Linked DNA regions of Mus musculus: regions 1, 2, 3, 5, 6 and 7 are each linked to region 4. Evidence: chromatin contacts called from public promoter capture Hi-C data. All regions are on one chromosome and are shown on one strand. Each heading gives the region's core, a stretch centred on a gene start, on an enhancer-like site or on the middle of the called end of the contact. The rest is flanking DNA. Distances are from core to core; before and after follow the strand shown. Region 1 holds the start of Dnaja2 (DnaJ heat shock protein family (Hsp40) member A2). Region 2 holds the start of Neto2 (neuropilin (NRP) and tolloid (TLL)-like 2). Region 3 overlaps Chd9 (chromodomain helicase DNA binding protein 9). Region 4 holds the start of Cnep1r1 (CTD nuclear envelope phosphatase 1 regulatory subunit 1). Region 5 holds the start of Rbl2 (RB transcriptional corepressor like 2). Region 6 holds the start of 4921524J17Rik (RIKEN cDNA 4921524J17 gene). Region 7 holds the start of Vps35 (VPS35 retromer complex component).

What was found. Promoter capture Hi-C pulls out the DNA fragments that hold promoters and counts their contacts.
Region 1: a contact with region 4 is called in a promoter capture Hi-C map of liver, with 4 times the contacts expected there. The contact joins the promoter of Dnaja2 here to the promoter of Cnep1r1 in region 4. A contact is called at or near these places in 7 of 39 promoter capture datasets (the C10 cell line, embryonic stem cells, hippocampal neurons and 3 more), 2 of 115 datasets of contacts at active chromatin or transcription factors (astrocytes and stem cell-derived neural progenitor cells) and 2 of 9 other capture datasets (adipose tissue and liver).
Region 2: a promoter capture Hi-C map of liver shows a contact between it and region 4, with 2.4 times the contacts expected there. The contact joins the promoter of Neto2 here to the promoter of Cnep1r1 in region 4. A contact is called at or near these places in 2 of 39 promoter capture datasets (hippocampal neurons and liver) and 1 of 115 datasets of contacts at active chromatin or transcription factors (astrocytes).
Region 3: a contact with region 4 is called in a promoter capture Hi-C map of liver, with 4 times the contacts expected there. The contact joins the enhancer-like site here to the promoter of Cnep1r1 in region 4. A contact is called at or near these places in 5 of 39 promoter capture datasets (embryonic stem cells, hippocampal neurons, liver and 1 more) and 1 of 115 datasets of contacts at active chromatin or transcription factors (astrocytes).
Region 5: a contact with region 4 is called in a promoter capture Hi-C map of pre-B cells. The contact joins the promoter of Rbl2 here to the promoter of Cnep1r1 in region 4. A contact is called at or near these places in 8 of 39 promoter capture datasets (the 3T3-L1 cell line, cranial neural crest, embryonic stem cells and 4 more), 1 of 484 Hi-C or Micro-C datasets (pre-B cells) and 2 of 115 datasets of contacts at active chromatin or transcription factors (astrocytes and thymic regulatory T cells).
Region 6: a promoter capture Hi-C map of pre-B cells shows a contact between it and region 4, with 5 times the contacts expected there. The contact joins the promoter of 4921524J17Rik here to the promoter of Cnep1r1 in region 4. A contact is called at or near these places in 2 of 39 promoter capture datasets (embryonic stem cells and pre-B cells).
Region 7: a contact with region 4 is called in a promoter capture Hi-C map of embryonic stem cells, with 3 times the contacts expected there. The contact joins the promoter of Vps35 here to the promoter of Cnep1r1 in region 4. A contact is called at or near these places in 5 of 39 promoter capture datasets (cranial neural crest, embryonic stem cells, hippocampal neurons and 2 more), 1 of 484 Hi-C or Micro-C datasets (embryonic stem cells), 1 of 115 datasets of contacts at active chromatin or transcription factors (astrocytes) and 2 of 9 other capture datasets (adipose tissue and liver).

Annotation. Positions count from the first base shown.
Region 1 is chr8:85,554,049-85,556,748 of GRCm38.p6, forward strand. It overlaps Dnaja2 (DnaJ heat shock protein family (Hsp40) member A2), which reads right to left and starts at 1,313. Exons shown (of 9, transcript NM_019794.5): 1 at 1,122-1,313. The coding sequence starts at 1,199.
Region 2 is chr8:85,699,477-85,702,176 of GRCm38.p6, forward strand. It overlaps Neto2 (neuropilin (NRP) and tolloid (TLL)-like 2), which reads right to left and starts at 1,448. Exons shown (of 9, transcript NM_001357288.1): 1 at 1,165-1,448. The coding sequence starts at 1,198. It overlaps Mir8109 (microRNA 8109), which reads left to right and starts at 1,429; the gene lies at 1,429-1,545.
Region 3 is chr8:90,943,426-90,946,125 of GRCm38.p6, forward strand. All of the region lies in intron 3 of Chd9 (chromodomain helicase DNA binding protein 9), which reads left to right. Among named protein-coding and RNA genes, the nearest start is that of Gm39221, 110 kb to the right of the region's middle. Within about 2 kb of position 1,401, at least 3 of the 459 cell types and tissues checked have an H3K27ac peak or open chromatin away from gene starts, as enhancers often do. A contact at or near this core is called in liver, where this site is marked.
Region 4 is chr8:88,117,462-88,120,161 of GRCm38.p6, forward strand. It overlaps Cnep1r1 (CTD nuclear envelope phosphatase 1 regulatory subunit 1), which reads left to right and starts at 1,298. Exons shown (of 6, transcript NM_029074.3): 1 at 1,298-1,408; 2 at 2,319-2,390. The coding sequence starts at 1,384. Gm2716 (predicted gene 2716) reads right to left here and starts at 1,146. Exons shown (of 8, transcript NR_151771.1): 1 at 905-1,146.
Region 5 is chr8:91,068,790-91,071,489 of GRCm38.p6, forward strand. Rbl2 (RB transcriptional corepressor like 2) reads left to right here and starts at 1,268. Exons shown (of 22, transcript NM_011250.4): 1 at 1,268-1,617. The coding sequence starts at 1,387.
Region 6 is chr8:85,431,538-85,434,237 of GRCm38.p6, forward strand. It overlaps 4921524J17Rik (RIKEN cDNA 4921524J17 gene), which reads right to left and starts at 1,304. Exons shown (of 4, transcript NM_025722.3): 1 at 1,122-1,304. The coding sequence starts at 1,187.
Region 7 is chr8:85,298,189-85,300,888 of GRCm38.p6, forward strand. Vps35 (VPS35 retromer complex component) reads right to left here and starts at 1,329. Exons shown (of 17, transcript NM_022997.5): 1 at 1,267-1,329. The coding sequence starts at 1,269. It overlaps Orc6 (origin recognition complex, subunit 6), which reads left to right and starts at 1,444. Exons shown (of 7, transcript NM_019716.2): 1 at 1,444-1,804. The coding sequence starts at 1,740.

The DNA of each region.
Region 1 (2,700 bases), core at 63-2,562, 2.6 Mb before region 4:
GTTCTAAAGTTACAGCCTTCCAAAAAATGTCACTTATTATTTAACGTTTTCCACTTCAATAGTATTTACTAATAATATACCCAAAGTTACTGAAGAAAAATACAAATAAAACAACAAAGAAGATACTGAAACATTTTTTCTTTCTTTTTTTACAAACTATTATCAAATGTCTTTGATGGCCAGTAGCCAGACCAAGGAGACCACAATAACCAAACAAATTTTAGATTGAGTGACTACGTTTTACAGAAACTCAAGCACTACTACAAATTAAGCATAGGATACTTCTACCAAGTATCTCTCCCCATGCTGGCTGGCTCCTCTGCCTGCCCTCTAACAGGACACCCAGGAGGTCCTAAGTGATGTTTTACTCGCACACGGTCGGCTAACTGGGGTCTTAGGTGGTGGTGAAACTACATACTTTCAATTAAGCGATGTGGTTAAGCACCATGTAAGTCCTCACACAGACTCATGAATTATATAACACAGCCTACCATTTCCGGTAGGGTAACAGGAAGTCTTTTTCTTTGGACTTTACCAGTCCCAGTACTTACGGGACATTCTTATTTTTCTCAGTTTACAAATGCGGATTGGATCCCGACAGCCAGAGAAGATGCTGACTTTATTAATACCCCAAGTCCCGAGATGATTTGGAACTACTACAAAGGACAACAATAAGACGTGTCTTATTTTTAGGGAGTGCACGCTCAGGTGTTTGGCTGGGGCACACGACTCATCCCCGAAGCGGCCACGGGGTATTTAGATCTCCAGCCCACAGAACAATGCTTCCAAACAGACCCACGCCGCTCCAGCTGCCGGGCGAGCGAGGCTGAGGGAGGAGCCTGCTCAGCGCCGGGGGCTGCGGCCCTCAGCCCCACACCGGCGCCGGCGGTCAGCTCCTCCCCGGCCCGGCGGCGCGAGCACCGCGGTCCGACCTGTTTTTCCGGGTGGCCCCGGGCGCCGAGCTGGCGGGCCGCGTCTGCGCAGGGCCGGGCGGGCGGAGGCCCAAGGTCAGCCGAGCCGACTGCGCCCCCGCCGCCGCCGCGCCTCAGCCCGGCTCAGGCCGCCCAGACCGCGCAGGCCCCGCGCCCTCGCCCCGCCCGCCGGCCGGCTCGCTCCAGTACCTTCTTCAGCTCGTTCTCGCTAGCGCCGGGAGGGACGCCCAGGATGTCGTACAGCTTCGTGTCGGCCACGTTCGCCATGGCGGCCTGCCGGGCAGCACTCGCAAGCAGGCGGCGGAGCGGAAGGAGCGCGACCCGGACCACGAGCGGCGGCGGCGCAGGCCGAGGAGACGGCGCGGGGAGGCAGGCGGGGCTGAACTTTGACCCGGCGCAGCGCCATGACGTCGCCACAAGGCCCCGCCTCCGGGGCCGGGCGGGGCGGGGTTGGGCGGTGGGCGCCCGAGAGCGGCTGGTGGGGCCCTTTCCTGTCGCCGCTCCGTGACGCGCGAGCGACCGCGGAGTGGAGGGGAGCGGTGTGCGGCGTTCATAAAGAACTCTCGGTGCGGCTGAGGCCTGAGGGAAAGAAGCCGGCGTGGAATCCTCACGGGGTGGTCCCCCCGGGGCCACGGTGAAAAACAGCACGTGGGTGTGAGTGTGTGAGGTTCCCAAATAGCGAGTTACGCCCGTGATGTGATTTCATCAACACCTTCACTAACTCATTTCATCTCCTTAACTTCCCCCTCAGCACCTCTGCGTAGGGGAAACAATTTCATTCATAAATACTCAGATTTATACCTAGCAGACGAGGTTTTAAAGGCATAGCCATCCTGTCACATCGGAGGAAAGGACAAATCTTTTTTACACATTCCCAGTTGGTTTCGGGGCATCCAGATAAACCAAAGTCACCCTGTTCCACCGGGATCATGTGTTCAAGTGTCTCACTTGACAGCTTTAAAATTAGCTAACGCCAAAGGTTTGGTTGGCATAAGACAGTATGGCAGCGTGCCGGCACTTGGTGGCTGTCAGTCGAGTTTCGTTTTGCTTTAGCTTGAAAGATTTCTGTGCTTTACCACATTCCAGAATGTATAGCTTGCCTTCCAACTGGTTTTCCGATAGTAAAACACTTCTGGTCAGTTGAAAACCTGAACTGGGAAACAATTGCTCATTGGCCATAAGTCTGTCAGTGGAGGTGATACACCTTTCTTGTTATTCTTCTTGACCGAGTTTTGGAGGTCCTTCACTGCCGTGCTAAGACTTCTGAAATTTAACCTGAACGCTCAGAAGAGTCTCATGAGAAGTTAGATGCTCCTTCTGCTATTCAAAATGCCCCTTAACCTGTAGTGTTTTCCTTAATTCATAACCTGGTGAACCTTCCTGTCTTATTTGATGTTCGTTTTCCTGATAAGTATGATTTATGACATGAATGCTGTTCTCACATGTGAGTCAAAATTCTTTAATAGAATATAGCTTATCTATCTGGTTTCCAGGACTTATTTGGAGGTTTCTAGCAGGGGACCACAGCTATTTTATACCCTTTTGCCAAAGATTAGCCTCTCTTCTTGATCAAATACCCAGTTTCAGGAAGGGACATACAAAGAAGAAGAGGGAACACTCACCCACACACCCAGATCAGCCAAAATAACCCTGGGGCAGATGTTGAAGTCAGATCATCCTTCTTCTGACTTTGAATTTTACAAAGACCCCTAATCATTCAAGAGTGTAAGTCCTGAAATTAGATTGTATAAGCTGGGAGCTTGGCTCT
Region 2 (2,700 bases), core at 198-2,697, 2.4 Mb before region 4:
TATTATTAAAGAGTGAAACAAAATGTTAATTTCCAAGGAAATAACTACATAATCAGGAGTTAAAGCAGCTACAGAATTTTTTATTTGTTTTTATATAATAAAATTATTAAGAATTTATGGATTAACTGAAATAAATATTCACTGGCTAGAAGGTTAGTGGTTATCTTGGCACAGTCTGAACATAAAAGTATTGATATGCATATAGTTAGGTAGGTAAATATTTAAATTAAATGGCTGTAACGTCAATTAGTAATTTATGAATATTTGTCCAATTATGAAGTTTGTCTAAAACGTTGTTAGTTCAAGAACAACAAAAAGTTCCACTGAACTTTCTAACAAAACAAATTTGAAAATAAGGTGTTAACACGTACCAGGAAAACACCAAAATGTGTAATTGTGCAAATATCAGGATTCAGTGCTAAAAATGTAAGCGCCAGTATTTTAACACTGTCATACTTTCTCTCTTAATATAAGAGGATTTAAAAAAAAAAACCCATTCAGATATTATTCATTTGCAATTAAATCATTTGGGGAAAAGGAAGTCATTTGCTGAAAGGCGGTGCTTTTTCTTGAGATTTATGAAAGGATCAATCCAGGACGAGTTCTGGAATAAACTTTGCCTCTCAATGTAAACCATCTAGAAATATTTATCTGAAACAGCACCTCCGCGGAGAGGCAGCCTCTCAGTGGCTTTAGGAGCTCGATGCTGTCAGCTCGCCGGCCGCTGCCGACCCGTGCATCCTCCGCACAGGACTCATGAGGCAGCGGGACTCGGCGATCCCGGGAAGGCAGCGCGGGGCGCGGGGCGCGGGGGGCATGCAGGGCCGCCGCGCAGCCCCGAGCCCGCAGTGGTGCCGCAGCCTCCCGGCCGCAGCAGGTGGGACCCGCGGGAGGCGCGGACATTGGGGGCTTCTCCGAAACCGCTGCGGCGCGTCGGAGTTGGGGCTTTCGTGGTTTGTGTGCTACCACTTTCTGCGGTGGCAACCTGGGGCCACCGGCCTTCGCTTCGCACACTTTGCAAGGCGCGGAGTCGCCGGCGTCCCCCGGAGCGAGCTCGCAGCGGCGGCGGGCGGCCTGGCCCAGACAAAGGGCGCGAAGGCGGCGGCGGAGCGGAGCGGAGCGCGGCCTGGCCCGCAAGGGGGCGCTGCCCGCACCCGCGCTTACCTTTGAGGACCGCGCAGAGCTGCTCCAGGGCCATGTTCCTCAGCGTCGGCGCTCCGAGAGCGCCCGAGGCGGCGGCGCGGTGGTCACGGCCCGGCGGGGTAGCTTCGCTCCGTCCCCATCGCCGGCCGCCGCCGCTTCCTAGCAGCGGGCGCAGCGCCTCGGCCCGCCGTGCCGGGTCCCCGACGGCCGCCGCCTCTCGGCGGGCTGAGGAAAGCCAGCGGCGGACGCTCCCGCGGCGGGCTCCCTTGAAGTGGCGCGCGCCGGGAGCCCCGGCTCATTTAAGCAGCGAGCGCAGCGCCGCGTGCCGGCCGCGGGGCCACTGCGCACGCGCAGCCCCGCCCTCCCGCGTGCCCCGCCCGCCACTCGCTTCCCGGGCCTCGCGCGCGGCCCACCCCTCCCTGCCGGTGTCTTCTCGAAGCCTTGAGCTCCCCAGGTCCGATTTTTCCATCCCCTCTCGGAGGACCTCAAGCTCAGGTGCTTGAAAACGTCTGCTCAGCCTTGCTGATCTCGGTGGAAGGGAGACCCCCGCGGGGGCCCTGGAGGTGCCCGGGTGAGTTCCCCCGGCCAGCAGTAAGGGTTGTTGCACCTACTGAACCTTCTCCAACAGTTGCCAGGCACAGCGCTGCTTGAGGAATCCTCACTCCCAGTCCTCGCCACAGTGGGCTGAAAGCTCCACGCCAGCCAGAAAAGTGAAACTTTGTTCTAGCTGCAGAGACAGGCGCGACTGAATGCAGACTGGGTCTCCCCAAGGCCACCCCTAACCACAGCCGTACAGACGGACCGCTGAGCGCCACCGGAAAGGAATTATATGTGCCTTGGATAGTTTGTGCATGATCTCGTCTTCCTCCAGCTCTTGTGCATTGAAATTGTCTTGCTGGCAGAGCTGCTTCATCCTACTGAAATAGAAATGACTTGAATGCAGGCGGGCTACAGTCATTTATTGGTTTGAGTTATGTGCATATAACAATGACTGGTATTGGGGGGCCTACCAATATTAAGTCCCTACCGTAATTGATCTGATATATAAATGTTTATCTAGCAAATTATGGCTAATTAGAACGTCCAGCAACTGAACAAAATATTCCAAGGGTGTCACATTCTTTCTTTTCTTGGATCGCTCTAAGAAAGTCACAGAAGTATAAGCAATTAACAAGTTTATAAATAAAACCAATTAACACCTATTAGCATAAAGTTGTTTAGCCCTTTGCTGTGTGCTTCAGTGGTTATGAAAGATGTGTGATTTGGGGCTTATAAGGTGATCACCTGCAGTTAAATTAAAATTGCACCCAGGAACCAGTGAATAAGGCATTTTAGAACCTTTTCCACAAATAAAATAATGATAAATGGGGACAGCAGTTAATAATTCAGTTTAAGTCCTGGGCAAGAGTGGATAAAGAAACTGGGAAGCCCTTTGAGTTTCTGGATCAACAATGCATAGTTGTTGATGGAGGAAAAGAAAAAAAACCCAAAAAACAAAAAACAGCCTGTATGATGTCATCAGAGAACGCTCCATGAAAAAGGGGAGAAAGAAGATGG
Region 3 (2,700 bases), core at 151-2,650, 2.8 Mb after region 4:
TTCCCAACAAAATCAAGTTAACATCATTTTTATGAATATGTAAAATGTATGTATTATTTTAATTTAGGTAAGTAGCTCACAACTGCTTGTAACTTCAGCTCCAGAAGATCAGACATCTCAGGTCTTTGTGGTTACCTGCCGTCATGTATGTATACCTATACAGAAAGAAGCATAGTTAAAAATAACTCATTTTAAAATACTGAGCAGATTTGTTTATCTTTCCAAACTCAGTCTCTTTTTCTATACAGTGTGACTAACATTGGCACCAGTCATATAAAATTATGTTCTATATTGACAACTTGCTGCAAAAGAAATCAAGGAAAATACCCACTTACAATAGTTTAATATCCACAAGAAATGCAGCCAGGAAGGTAAACTATATCTGTGAGGGTAACTTCAGGACACACACACACACACACATAGGAGGAGGGGGAGGGGGAGGAGGAGGAGGAAGAGGATGAAAGAAATTGAAGAACGCACCAGCTGATCGGAAGATCGCCTCTGTGTGTCTAGAACTGATAGGGGGTGGTTTATATAGACATCTCACCAGTGGCTAAAAGCTCACAGATGTTTGCTTCAGCAGTTGAGGCTCTGCTTTAACTCCTACCAACTCAAGGAGCTTCTCTGAACTAGGCGTGGTGGCATGGAGGAGCTCTGTGAGTTCCAGGAAAGTCAGGGCTACATAGAGAGACCCTGTCTCAAAAATTAAAAGAAAGCAGCAGCTTCTCTATCCAAGGTTGAGAGCATCATAAATCTGTGGATATAAACACAAAGTGTTTATCCTTAGTTTATCATAGAGAGCAAGTAAAACTGCTTTTCTATTTCATCTCTCCTATGAGGATTAGGTAAGAAAGCAAGTCACAGCAACTTCTGAAGAGCATATGGAGAGAAGGGACCTTCATTACTATTGATCAGAGTGTCAGCTGCTGTGGCACTGTGGAAATCTCATAAAAAGAACAAAACAAAACTAGTTCGAGCTGTCATCTGACCCAGCTCTACTTCCCTGGGCATACACTCACAAGACTCCCACCACAGAGATGTTGTGACCATGTGGTCTTAAGTTGCTCCTCCTGTATTTCACCGTGAGGCTTGATGCTCGTTGTGGGGTTTGCATAGATGTCCTATTTAGCAAATTGTTGGCTACTCCCTTCTAGTCTTAATTGCTGCATCATGAGTAGTTACATCATGAGGGATAGTGAATTTGAGTATTTGTTTTCCTTTATCACAAGATAGGATATAAAGCTTTCATGAGGCTCTTGCTAAGCTGTACTCTGTGAATTAATTTTCAGATAGTAAACTAGGCTTGCAGGTTGGAGAGATGGCTTAGTGCTTAAGAGCACTGGCCACTCTTTCAGAGGATCAGAGTACAGTTTCCAGGATCCCACATGGTGGCTCACAGCGATCCTGAACTCCAGTCCTGTGGCTTCCAACACCCTTTTCTGGCCAGGTTTGTACAGACATGTATACAAACAAAACACCCATATTCATAAAATAAATCAATAAAATTCAGAAGCAAAACCCAAACAAAATAAACAAAGTTCTAAAAAGGAGGGGATATCTCTCCTTTCCATTAAGAGAGAGACAGAGACAAAGACAGACAGACAGACAGACAGGTTAGGCTTGCATTCCTAAACTCTATCCTCCATGCTCAGTCTTCCTCCCTGCTCTCCATGCTCTATGTTCTCTATCCCCCATGCTCTCTTCTCTCTCTCTTTCCTCTATTAGCTGCTGGTTTTTGGTTGAGAGTAATTTGTGTCTACAGTTGACTTTTGGTCTGGAGTTTATTTGATTTTGGTTTTGATCTGTGACTTTAGTTCATTAGTTGTAACTGTTTACTTTTCTTTTGTTTTAATAGGCCATCTGGATGAGTGTATTAGTAAATGATGCAATTAATTAGAAAATATTTTTTAACCTCTGGCCAGAAGTTAGTTGGAGACTTTCCCTCATATCTTACAGCAAAGGAGAAAGATATGTTTTGCTTTTAATAAGTAACATCAACAAAGTAGCTTAAAATTTTATATTGCACACACACACACACACACATTCACATACATCTTCCTCTTGCATCTCCTATTTCTGTTGTTGTTTTGAAACAGGGTCTCTCTATGTAGCCTTGGCCATCCTAGAACTTAGTATGTAGACCAGGCTAGCCTAGAACTCACAGAGATATGCCTGTCTCTGCCTCCTAAGTGCTGGGATTTAATGCAAGCATCAACACATCTGGCTGTAGTATGTTTCTTTTAATGCTGTGTGATACCAAATTGTGCTTAATATAATGGTTTAAAACAACACACTTTTTATCTCATTCTTTACTTGGGGCATGTGCCTTGTCTTTTTTCCTCCCTTCCTCTTTTATTTTGAGATATTTTTAAAATTATTTTGCTAGACCATATGTGTGAGCATGTGCATGCACATGTGTTGGATGGGTGCATCATATGGCATGGTGTGGATATACAAGACAAAGGACGACTGTGTGAGTTGGTTCTCTCCTTCCACCATGTGATTCTGGGGATTGGACTCGGGTGTTCAGGTCTGGCAACAAGTTCCTTTTAACTCACTGGGTCCTTTTACCAGTTCTTTTTTTTTTTTTTAAAGATTTATTTATTTATTATATGTGTGTACACTGTAGCTGTCTTCAGACACTCCAGAAGAGGGCATCAGATTTTTGTTACGATGGTTGTGAGCCACCATGTGGTTGCT
Region 4 (2,700 bases), core at 48-2,547:
AATGGGAAAGTTTAGAAAGTGCTACTAGGGTAGAGGAGTCTATAAAACAAAGGAGTCAGGAGCTGATAAGTGAGTTAGGGCAAAGGTTGATTAGTAAAACACACAATGTATCAATTTTGGGAACATGGCGGTGTTGCTCAAAGACCTTCTCAGCCCTGATCTGTGTGGCTGGATCCTTTCCGTCTTCTTGGGCCTCTCAGCTCAAACTTCCTTGCAACACTTCTGGACCTCCTTCCTCCTGTCTTTAATATTGGTTGCTTTTTCCATAGAGCTACTGTTATCTGAAATCAGTTGCCTACTTTTATGTTTATTGCTCCCTGAAACCTTTCACTGTGAGGAATGCAATCTTATCTACCGTGGTCATAAATATAATGTAATATGGGACAAATACAATGCGTAGCATGTCATGCAATAAATACCTCTTGAATGAATCAATGACCACCAGGAAATAAACAGAAATAACAGGTCATTTTAATCAAATGTTAATTTTGCTAACCCTGTACATATTTTTGTTATACTTACAAAGACATACTTTGTGCATTCTTTTTTTGTTTTGTTTTGTTTTTTGTTGTTGTTTTTTGGTTTTTGTTTTTGTTTTTTTGGTTTTTTTTTTTTTGTTTGTTTGTTTTTCGAGACAGGGTTTCTCTTAGCCCTGGCTGTCCTGGAACTCACTCTGTAGACCAGGCTAGCTTCGAACTCAGAAATCCACCTGCCTCTGCCTCCCAAGTGCTGGGATTAAAGGTATGCGCCACCACCGCCCGGCACTTTGTGCATTCTTTATGACTATATTGGACGACATGAGGAGAAAATAACCAAGAAAGAAATCCTTCCTTAAGGAATTGGATATCTAAAGAAGAGAAATCAAAATCAAGGAAATCTGCTTGGGGGCGCTTCTAGTACTTACTGCTGAACATATCTCAGTTTCTCTTTAGTTCCTTGAGGGCAGGGATAGATTGGTGGTCTCTCCTTAGCAACCAAAATACTGCCCAGAAGTTAGTGGGCGCTCAATCATTGTTTTAAGAACTAAGAAAGCAACCAAGCTTAAAAATAAAGTATGCTTGGACAGAATTCAGTTCCTCCCCGAGGCAGGAGGCGGCGCCATGGCTATATCAGCCTAGCTGCTCGCTATTCTCGGCCCTTCCAGTTGAACATCTAGCGCTGGGTTCCCGAAGGCGTTTGCTGAAATTAGCCAATAGAAAACTAGTTTAGTTGAGGGGTCTGGATGAGCTACCCAATAAACTCAACGTTTCTAGAAAATGGGCGGTGCCAAACGGAGGGGCTGAAGGGAGCGGTTAGAGGTGGGAGTTGGCGCTGTCGGCGGGGCGGGGAGGGCGGGCTGCGATGAGGACCGGGCCGTGGCGGTGACCGGAGCTGCCGCCCGACATGAACTCGCTGGAACAAGCGGAAGGTAGAGTGTGTCTTCCGCCGGGTCCCGTCCCGAGGCTGAGGAGGTCGCGAGGGCGGCGTGGCGGGGACGCGGGGCGCACGGCCGCCGAGGGGTGCCGCCTTCCCCCCCCGCAGGGGCTCGGGGGCCCCCCCGTCTCAGTGACGAGCCCTTGCGAGTTATAGAGTGCGAATTCATTTTCTGTTTGACAACCTAACGAACCGTAACCCTAATTTCTTCCTTGGCTTCTGTAATTGCCGGAATTTAGATGTACTCTTGGCCTTTCAAAGTTTTGTTTTATTTTGATTTTTTAAAAAACACCTCTGTGGGAATAACACCCTACTTCATTCAGAGGTACGCTCTGCCACAGCACAAGGCGTAGGCGCTGCTGCTGGCCGGACGTTCACCGGCGACCCATTCCTAGGAGGATAAGGGAGTATGTTTGTACAGCCCGTTATCTGTGTATGGAAGTCTAGTAAGCCCATACTACATAGCCATCAATTAATGATAAGAGCTAGGGCCGGAATCGGATAATTGCAGTCAATTAGACCTCATGGATTTTGATGTTTCAACAGGAAGTTCTTGGTTCCACAGAATTAGAATTAAGCTGGAGTTTGGTCCATTTATTTGTAAACACCCTCCACCGCACCCCCCAGTTTTAGCTTTTGACTCTTGGCTGAAGTTGCTGCTGGTCTTCCAGCATACCAGTTTTCAAGCTTCTAAAAGTAGACCAACTGGTTTCCAGAAATTGGGATGAACGAAAAATGATGTTTTTGTTGTGTACTTAAAATTGTTATTATATAAGCAAACGGTGCGTGACACAAGTAATTTGATGTGCAAGACCTGTTGGAGTTTGTCGATCTAAAATTTCATTTTATCAAATTTCATTTCGGACTAGAAAGAGCAGATAGAGAACTGAATTCTCTTTACCTAGATCTCAAGGCTTTCGAAAGAAGACTTACTGAATATATTCATTGCTTGCAACCTGCCACTGGACGTTGGAGAAGTAAGTTGCTGAATGCTTTCTAAGGGAAAATAAAGTGTGGTTGATAGCTTTATTCCTAAGTAGGAACGACTCCCTTTCTTTAAAACTTTTGACTAGTAAATCCTTGTTTTACTAAGCTATAAGATTTCTGAGTTTAGACAACTTTTTTTGTTTTTGTTTTTGTTTTTTGTTGTTGTTGTTGTTGTTGTTTTTCCAGACAGGGTTTCTCTGTATAGCCCTGGCTGTCCTGGAACTCGCTCTGTAGACCAGGCTGGCCTCGAACTCAGAAATCCACCTGCCTCTGCCTCTGCCTCCTGAGTGCTGGGATTAA
Region 5 (2,700 bases), core at 18-2,517, 3.0 Mb after region 4:
GTGTTTATCTCCACTAGATTCTCTTCACCACTTAAGCCCATGCAATGTGCCTTAAAAGTTTCTTTTCCGTGAGCAAATTCTTTGAAATTCCCTTCATATCTAAGCTTAGTTAGAGATTCGGTAGCTTTAACACCTCAAATCATAAATATAGGAAAGTTTCAAGCCCGGGGACAAAAGGCTGAGGTGCCTATTTAACATATCAAAGAGGACCTGGCTGCTCTGTTCTCCTGGTAGCCCTCAACCTCTACCTGTTACCATAGCCAGCCCCCTACCCAAAACTCTCCAGCTCAAGGGGTGGGCTGTGCTTTCCTATATAATCCAGACATTTTAGTTTCTAGCTCGGTGTACCTTTGGGCCTTCTAGCTGCTGCACCTGGTTCCCCTCTCTCCCCTCTCTCCCTTCACCTCCCGCGCCCCCTCCCCGCACTCTCCTCCCTCAGGTGGCTCAGGGTCATGTCCACTCTGGACTCACTCAGATGTCCCTGCTCTACGCTCTTCCTTTTATCTGTAAGAAACTTTAGCCGTATCTAGGAGCAGTTATGTGATAGCTAATATACATTTTAAGTTATTCTTGAAAACACATTCATGATTATTTGTGTGATTGAGGGTTGAGGGTTGAGGGTTTTTTATTTTGTTTTTGTTTGGTGAAGTGAGATCAATTCTTAGCTCAATATACCTTTGCCATTGATAGCGTTGACATAGGAGTGTCACTTGAGGAATCCTCTCTGTTGGATTGACCTGTGGGTCTTGCCTAGGGAGGTGGCGGCCGCGGGGGTGGCGTTGTATTAAGAAAGTAGCTGATAAAGCAACGGGGAGCTAAGTCAGTAAGCAGCGTCCTGCTTTAACCTCCGTCAATGATGAACTGTAAAGACTAAAATGAAATAAGCCCTTTCCTCTCCGAGTTGGTTACAGTCCGTGTTTATCTCAGCAACAGAGACTAGAAAGGGCAGGCAAACTATTATCTTTACTTTGGACCTTTTAGCTTTACTATCTGAGGACCTCTAGGTGAGGATGTGTGTAAAGGGCTTATATACTAAATCCTGTCGATATTTCTTGGTCTTTTTCTCTTCAAACGAGCCTTCTGAATGGTCTCACTATTGAGAGATGCTTTTTAAAACGGTAGAGGACGTGTCCATTCACCCCTAAATGATGCACAGCTCGTTTTTTGCTTTCTTCTTCCATGACTTTTGGTCTCCCTGAGATCCCGGCCGAGACTACATTTCCCAGCAGGCCGTGCTCAGACCTACGGGTGCCCGCATGGGACTGAGGAACTTTGGGGGCGGCACAGTAGCAGGACAGGCTGCTGACGGGCCGGCGCTTCGCGGTTTGAATGGCTGCGGGCCCGGGCCCTGAGCGCATCTGAAGAGCCGCGGCCTCGGGGTGCGCCATGGCATCTGGAGGCAACCAGTCGCCACCGCCTCCTCCAGCTGCTGCAGCCAGCTCGGAGGAAGAGGAGGAGGATGGCGACGCCGCGGATCGCGCGCAGCCCGCGGGGTCCCCGAGCCATCAGATCCAGCAGCGGTTCGAGGAGCTGTGCAGCCGCCTCAACATGGACGAGGCGGCGCGCGCCGAGGCCTGGAGCAGCTACCGCAGCATGAGCGAGAGCTACACGCTGGAGGTGCGTGCTCAGATCCTCCGTGGAGATCGGGGACTCGGGGTGGCCCTAGGATCACTTGGTCGTTTGCCCCGCACCATTGCCTCCCCCTGGCTTTGCGGCCGTCAGAGGAAACTCATTAAGTTTCAGGCTTGCTTACGTGTGAGAATGGCTTAGGATTTATTGTCCCCCACCCCCCGGGCAGATGAAAAGCGGGTGTAGACACACAACATTTGTTGCTGAACTTGGGCACTCTTTTTGGCTGTCATCCAGGTGTAGGCTTGTTATGTTCCGTTCTTGGGACGGGGCTTTGCAGTTGACGAAAATGGCTATTCGGGCTAGTGCCTGTCAACTCTGCAGGCACCTCCCCTGTATGGGCCAATGGGAAGTGACACGGAAGTCCGGATTGTTTTTCAGCTGCCTGTGCGTATGACCCTTTGATTTTATATATGGAAGCTTATCGAAGTAGCAGAGCAAAGAGGCCCCCGACCCGAAGGCTAAGCAAGGTGTTATTTAACTATGATATGGATGTACTTGTGCCATTCTTCTGAGTCGGTTTATTTCTATTTTTTTAAAAATCGACACACATCGAATTCCCCTCTCTCCATTTGTTACACTCACAAAAAAAAGAAACATGGCAGCTTTAGACCTGTGTCTGAGTGACTCTGGACAAGTTTTTAACCACAGTGAAACTCAGTTATGTTGTGTGAGCAGTTTTGTTACTTGTGCCCACTTCAAAGTGCTTACCTAAAGCTTAACTAAAGCAATGTGTGTATGTGTGCAGAAAATTTCCTAGACTGAAGCAGTCTGGCTGAAGAGACCGTAGCCGCCTTCCTTACCCAGTGTTTCCGATAGCCAGGCAAAGAGGAGAACTTCTGGTTTGAAGGACACAAATACTCCCAAACGAATTCTTACTTCACCTTAGAGATGACGCTGTAAATTAGCAAGAATGAGTATTATAACATAGCAGAGACTTCAAATCACAGACTAAGTCATATGAAGCCTGGTGTCACATATGCAAGTGGCATTTAACAGATGCTTAGTAAATTAGTGTGTGTGTGTGTGTGTGTGTGTGTGTGTGTGTGTGTGTGTGTGTGTGTTGGTCAG
Region 6 (2,700 bases), core at 54-2,553, 2.7 Mb before region 4:
TGCCAAGTAAAACAAGGGACTTGTGCCCTACAGAAACAGAATGCATAATTCATACTGTAAAAGCCTTAACTGAAAATTATTTAAACATCAAAGTAATCTGCCAACAGACTGATCACAAAGTGCAAGTTTGCTACAATTTAGTTGGGTGGAAAGAATGAACGTAACTCTACATTTTGGAAAACATGACTGTTTTGATATTGCAGACTGGTATGCTCTATCGACTAAACTTGCACAACTTTCCATCATCAGCATTTTTAAACATTGCCTATAAATCATACTGAATAAAACATGTAACTTTTTTGTTTAAAGATTTTAATAAACCTACAAGGACACGCCCTAAATAATATACTTAAATCAGATTTTAAGTCTCCACCCATTTCCAATTACTCCAGAGAGAAGGAGGGGGGAGGGGAAGAGAGAGAGGTAGTCATTTTAGGAAGATTCAGGAAAAAGAAGTACAGCCAGATCTGCATGCCGGCATGAAGGCCTAAGGATGATTTTAATGGAATGAGTTTTTGTTCATCACACTATAATTAGGCGTACTTAAATGTAGGAAAAGAAAAATGATTTTTTTAAAAATTACGACTATTACTCCATGAGTTCAGTCTAAATATGAATGATTTCAAATTCACGAATCCGCATATTTAAAAAAAAAATCTGTAAGCAGACATGTCAAATTTACAACAGTAAATAGCACGAATGGGACGGGGCACACGCAGAGAGGAAGAGCCTCAACGCCGACTTTATTCGAACCGTGTTCCGTTAACAACGTAGTGGAAGGACTAGAAACCACACATCAAACTGGTTGGTTTTTTTGCGGCGTTCCGGAAGTCCACAAATTTGCAAAAAAGTTAGCACCATTACTGTCCTTTTGTCTGCTTTATGCTGCCACCCAGGTGGCGGGGAGCGACAGCTGAGAAGCAGCACCGCACTCTCCCCAACCGCGAACAAAGCCATGCGGGGCGGCAGGGGTCCGCGGGCCGGCCCGGGACCAGAAGGGGCAGCGCCGGGTCCCCGCTCCCAGGCCCCCGCCGCCCGCGGGCCGCCGCGCACCGCCAACCGCCGCCGAGCAACGGCCACCCGCCCTGCCCGCCCCGCCCGCTCGCGCCGGCCCAGCCCACCTGTTGGTCGCACTCGGGGCACGATTTGGTGGCCATCTTCACTTTCTTGGCTCGAGTTGCAGACATGCTCCCCTCCTGAGCAGCGGTGGAAGCAGCGCCGTGCCTCCGCTGCTCCACACAGCGCGTCCTCACTCCAGCCGCGACCCAGCCGTGGAGGCGCGCGTGCGCGTGCGCGGGGCTGCGTGCGGGTTGGAGGAGGGGGGCGCCGCGGCCCTTCCAGGGAAGTCCCATCGCCACGCCCTCTAAGGCGGTGGACCGCTCGGGGGCGTGGCTCCGACGAGACTCCACCAACCAACGCACAGGTGGGCCGAGCCCTGGTGCTGGGCACGCCCCCTCGTCGGCCCCAGAACCAGAGCCTGAAATGGTTACTGGCAACGGAAAACCTCTCTGCAAATGTCAGCAATGCTAATCCGAGAGAAATTATAATAGACACTCGATGAAACCCCTAGGCTTCCAGCGTCAGGGGTATAAACTTCACTATTCATTAAATAATTGCCTACGATCCACTATTAAGCACACCGAATAAGAAATGTCTGCCTTCAAGGAACAGTCTACAAGGCTTTGTTTTTGGAGGGGGTGGAGAGGTTGGTCTGGTTTCATCTTGTGTATCACTGATACTGAGTAGTTTAAAATTAAAAGCAAATTATTTGAAAAGTGAAACAAAATGCTGTGCACTCCTATCATCCCAGCTTTCACTGCTCTTGTTCAGATCTACAGTGAGAGAGCAGAGAGATATTTTTAAACTGTAGTTTGATGAAGAAAGGAGCATGAGCTGGGTATAAAGTTGCAGAAAAGGGAGGGGTAACACACAGAGCATCTGCCATTGTTAAAGAGACTCCTCATACTCTGTACTATAGGAAAGGTATCTCAGGACAAAGACACTACCTGTCCAAAAAAAAAAAATCTAAACGTGTGAAAATGTAAAGTCAGTTAAAAGAAGTGTGTGTGTGAATAGAGTCCTTAACACAAGGGTTCCCCAATCCCAAATAACCCCCTAAGGAAGTCTCCAGGATCAGCCTTGAAGGGACACAAAACTTCTGCCACTTTGGATCAAAGGGAGCAGATGACATCTGGAGCTGACAGCATTATCTTGGGCTACTGGTCTTGCAAGTAAGAGAAATGTAATGTTCACTGCCTGGACACACACACGACCTTTACTCTCTCAAGAGGGCACACTAAGCCCGGTGTGGTGTCTGCACGCTTTTAATCCCAGCACTCAGGAGGCAGAGGCAGTCGGATTTCTGAGTTCGAGGCCAGCATGGTCTACAAAGTGAGTTCCAGGACAGCCAGAGCTATACAGAGAAACCCTATCTAAAAAAAAAGAAAAAAAGAAAGAAAAGAGGGCACACTAGGGAGATGGATCACAGGAAGAAAGAAAGTGGGCTTAGAGTTAGTGATTTTTCTGTATCAGCTGGGGTCAGAACTCACAGTCCTGTTTGATTGCCAAGTTGGAAAAGAATTGACACACGAATGTGGGTGGAGGGCAGGGAATTACTGTTCCATGCCACTAAATTCCTGGAACAAGACAGAGGCCTTTTGTGTAAACAAAGTCTCTCAAAGTCTCTCTCTCTCTCTCTCT
Region 7 (2,700 bases), core at 79-2,578, 2.8 Mb before region 4:
CAAATGCTTTGTATTATAAAACACTATGTCAACCAGTAAGTGTTGAAAAACAAAAAAGTTAAACTTCACACCAGTCATGTGCCAAATCTCAATTGTACAAAGTTCCGAGGGGGGAAAACATCTTGTAAGGCAATATATTATATTAAATATACATCAAATATTTATCAAATTACGGGAACAAACGCTCAGAACTCAGCCAGCCAGAACCAAAGATGACATAAATACCAAGCTGATCGGAGTCTAGCAAGATCATCATAAAGGTCCATTCCAAAAAAAAGGAAAAAAAAAATCAACAAAAAGATTTAATGCTGGTTTTTCCTATTAACACACTTAAAGTGAAGTATGTGCAGTGGCACATAGAATTATCAATACAAAGAATGAATATTGAAATTAAAAAAAAAGGACATAAGCATAGCACATCCAAAACCACTACCTGTTCATACTACAGCAAATGCTCGTATAACGCAAGTGACAACTTGCCCTGTGGAAAACAGGATCCGAATTTTGCGGAAGTTCCTGTTTATAAGGCTAGTGCCACAAAGCATCACGACATGCTATCGTCGCGGAGAAACCTTTGAATGACTGCTTCCAGCAAGTGAGTTAGAATCCTCAGAGAGCAAATGCGAAACGGAGACCTGTCTCCTATCTGATGGTTGGGCTCAATGAAAAGAAAGCAGGAGTCCTTCGGGAAACTCACGTGAGCAGGTCCCTAGAATTCGCTGACAGGCGCTGCAAGATGAAGGGGGCTCTGCGGCCACGGAAGGCCGGGAGACCACTGCGCCCCCCCCCCAAGGATATTTCCAGCAGAGAAAAGGCAATGGGACCCCCGAGGACAGCTGAGTACAAAGCTGGAAATGCACCATCTGGGCGCGACCCAGCTACGGCGCCAGCTCAGAAGCTCGGGGGCTCCTCACTGTCCCAACTCCGCACAGACCCGGGAGTCCGACTCTCAGAGGGAAGGTGGCCGTTCCGTACAAGAGTCTGACGCAGGCCTCCACCGACACCCAGAACCTGCAGCCCGCGACACCCCTAAGGGAGGCTCCTGGTCTCGGGGTAACGACCAAATTCTGCGCCACCGCCCACCGCAGCCCACCGCAGCCTAACGCGGCCTTCCTCAGCCCGTGCCAAGCCCGCAGGCCCAGCCTGGACCGGACCGGCCTCGATCGAAATGCAGGGCCTCCTACTCCGCCAGCAAGGCTCCTGTCCGCCGAAGGAAAACGTGGACTGCGACTCGGCAACCCAGGCCCACCGCTTCCCCTCACTCACCATGGCGACTCCGGGGACCACAAGCAGCAGCGCCTACCCCGCCGGAGCCGCCCGCCGTCAGGTGACCGAGCCTTGCGAGCCCCGCCCTCTCTAGCCCCGCCCTTGGATAGAAGCGGCTTTTCGATTGGCCCACTTAAAATCTCGCGTAGTTTGGGGAGAATGGGCAGCCGGCGGTGTATAGTGGACGGGGCGGGGCGAGAATAGTACAACGCTGCGGCGAACTAGGGACAGCAGGAAGGGAAGCCTTAGTTAAGGAGATCCGCGGCCGAGGAAGGGCAGCGAGAGAACCTTCTGCGCGTCCACTTCGCCTGGGCCCGCGCCTCATCGTGTGCACATGCGTAGAAGGATGACCAGGATTGGTGTGTGGAACGGTCTCAACCTCTGGTCGCAACCAATCTGGACGCGCCGGGGGTGGGTCTTAACCCTCTGACAATCTGCGCGCGCATTGCTCTTGGCGCGCATTTCTTCCAGCGATGGAGTCGGAGCTGGTACGCCGCCTCGCCCCGCGTCTCGGCCTTGCGGAGCCGAGTGTACTGAGGTGAGTGTGGCCGTGTGTGCGGGTAGACGTCCCAGACTGCGGCCCTGGGTCCTCCCAAGGCAGCGTCGGATGAGGGACTGGCGATGAGGGAATGACCGCACACTGGTCTGGGCGAGACTCGGGCCCAACATCAAGAAAAACTGTTGTTGGCTTGTAGAAGATGGTTTGAGAGGACGTATATAGTCGTCCTTGAAGCACTCTAGCTCTGTTGGATACACTGTGGTCGGAAAAGCCGGGGAGGACCTCTTGTCATTCCTTCAGACTCGATAATCTTGATAAGCCAGCCTTGCAGGGCAGACCCTGTGCAAATCACTATAGATGGCAAGAGAAAGGTAGATTATGGTACAGAGTGAAGAGCTGAAGTGATGAGCAGGGCGTAAGAATTCCAGAAAAGGCCGGGCGTGGTGGCGCACGCCTTTAATCCCAGCACTTGGGAGGCAGAGGCAGGCGGATTTCTAAGTTCGAGGCGAGCCTGGTCTACAAAGTGAGTTCCAGGACAGCCAGAGCTATACAGAGAAACCCTGTATCGAAAAATCGAAAAAAAAAAATTCCAGAAAGGGCCCAGTGGCGTTGGGGCTGATTTATTAAATAGTGGCACGCATGGGAAAATATGGTAAGAGTGGCCCAAATAGCTTCCATTTTCCGAAGCCCTTGAGATTAGGAGGGTCATTGTAGGATCTGTCTTAGGAAATAAAGCTACAGCAGGCAAGTGTGTAGAAAGTTCGTAGGTCTATTCCCAGGGCTACTGACCGGAAATACAATGGGACCCAGAACTATTTTCACAAGCCGCCGAAACTGAGACCCAATCAGTCATTAAGGAAGAGAAAGGGATTTAATTTACTCTAATCTGCCTGAACCAATTCTTTATACTTGTTGAAATAATGTAAGAAGGAAAG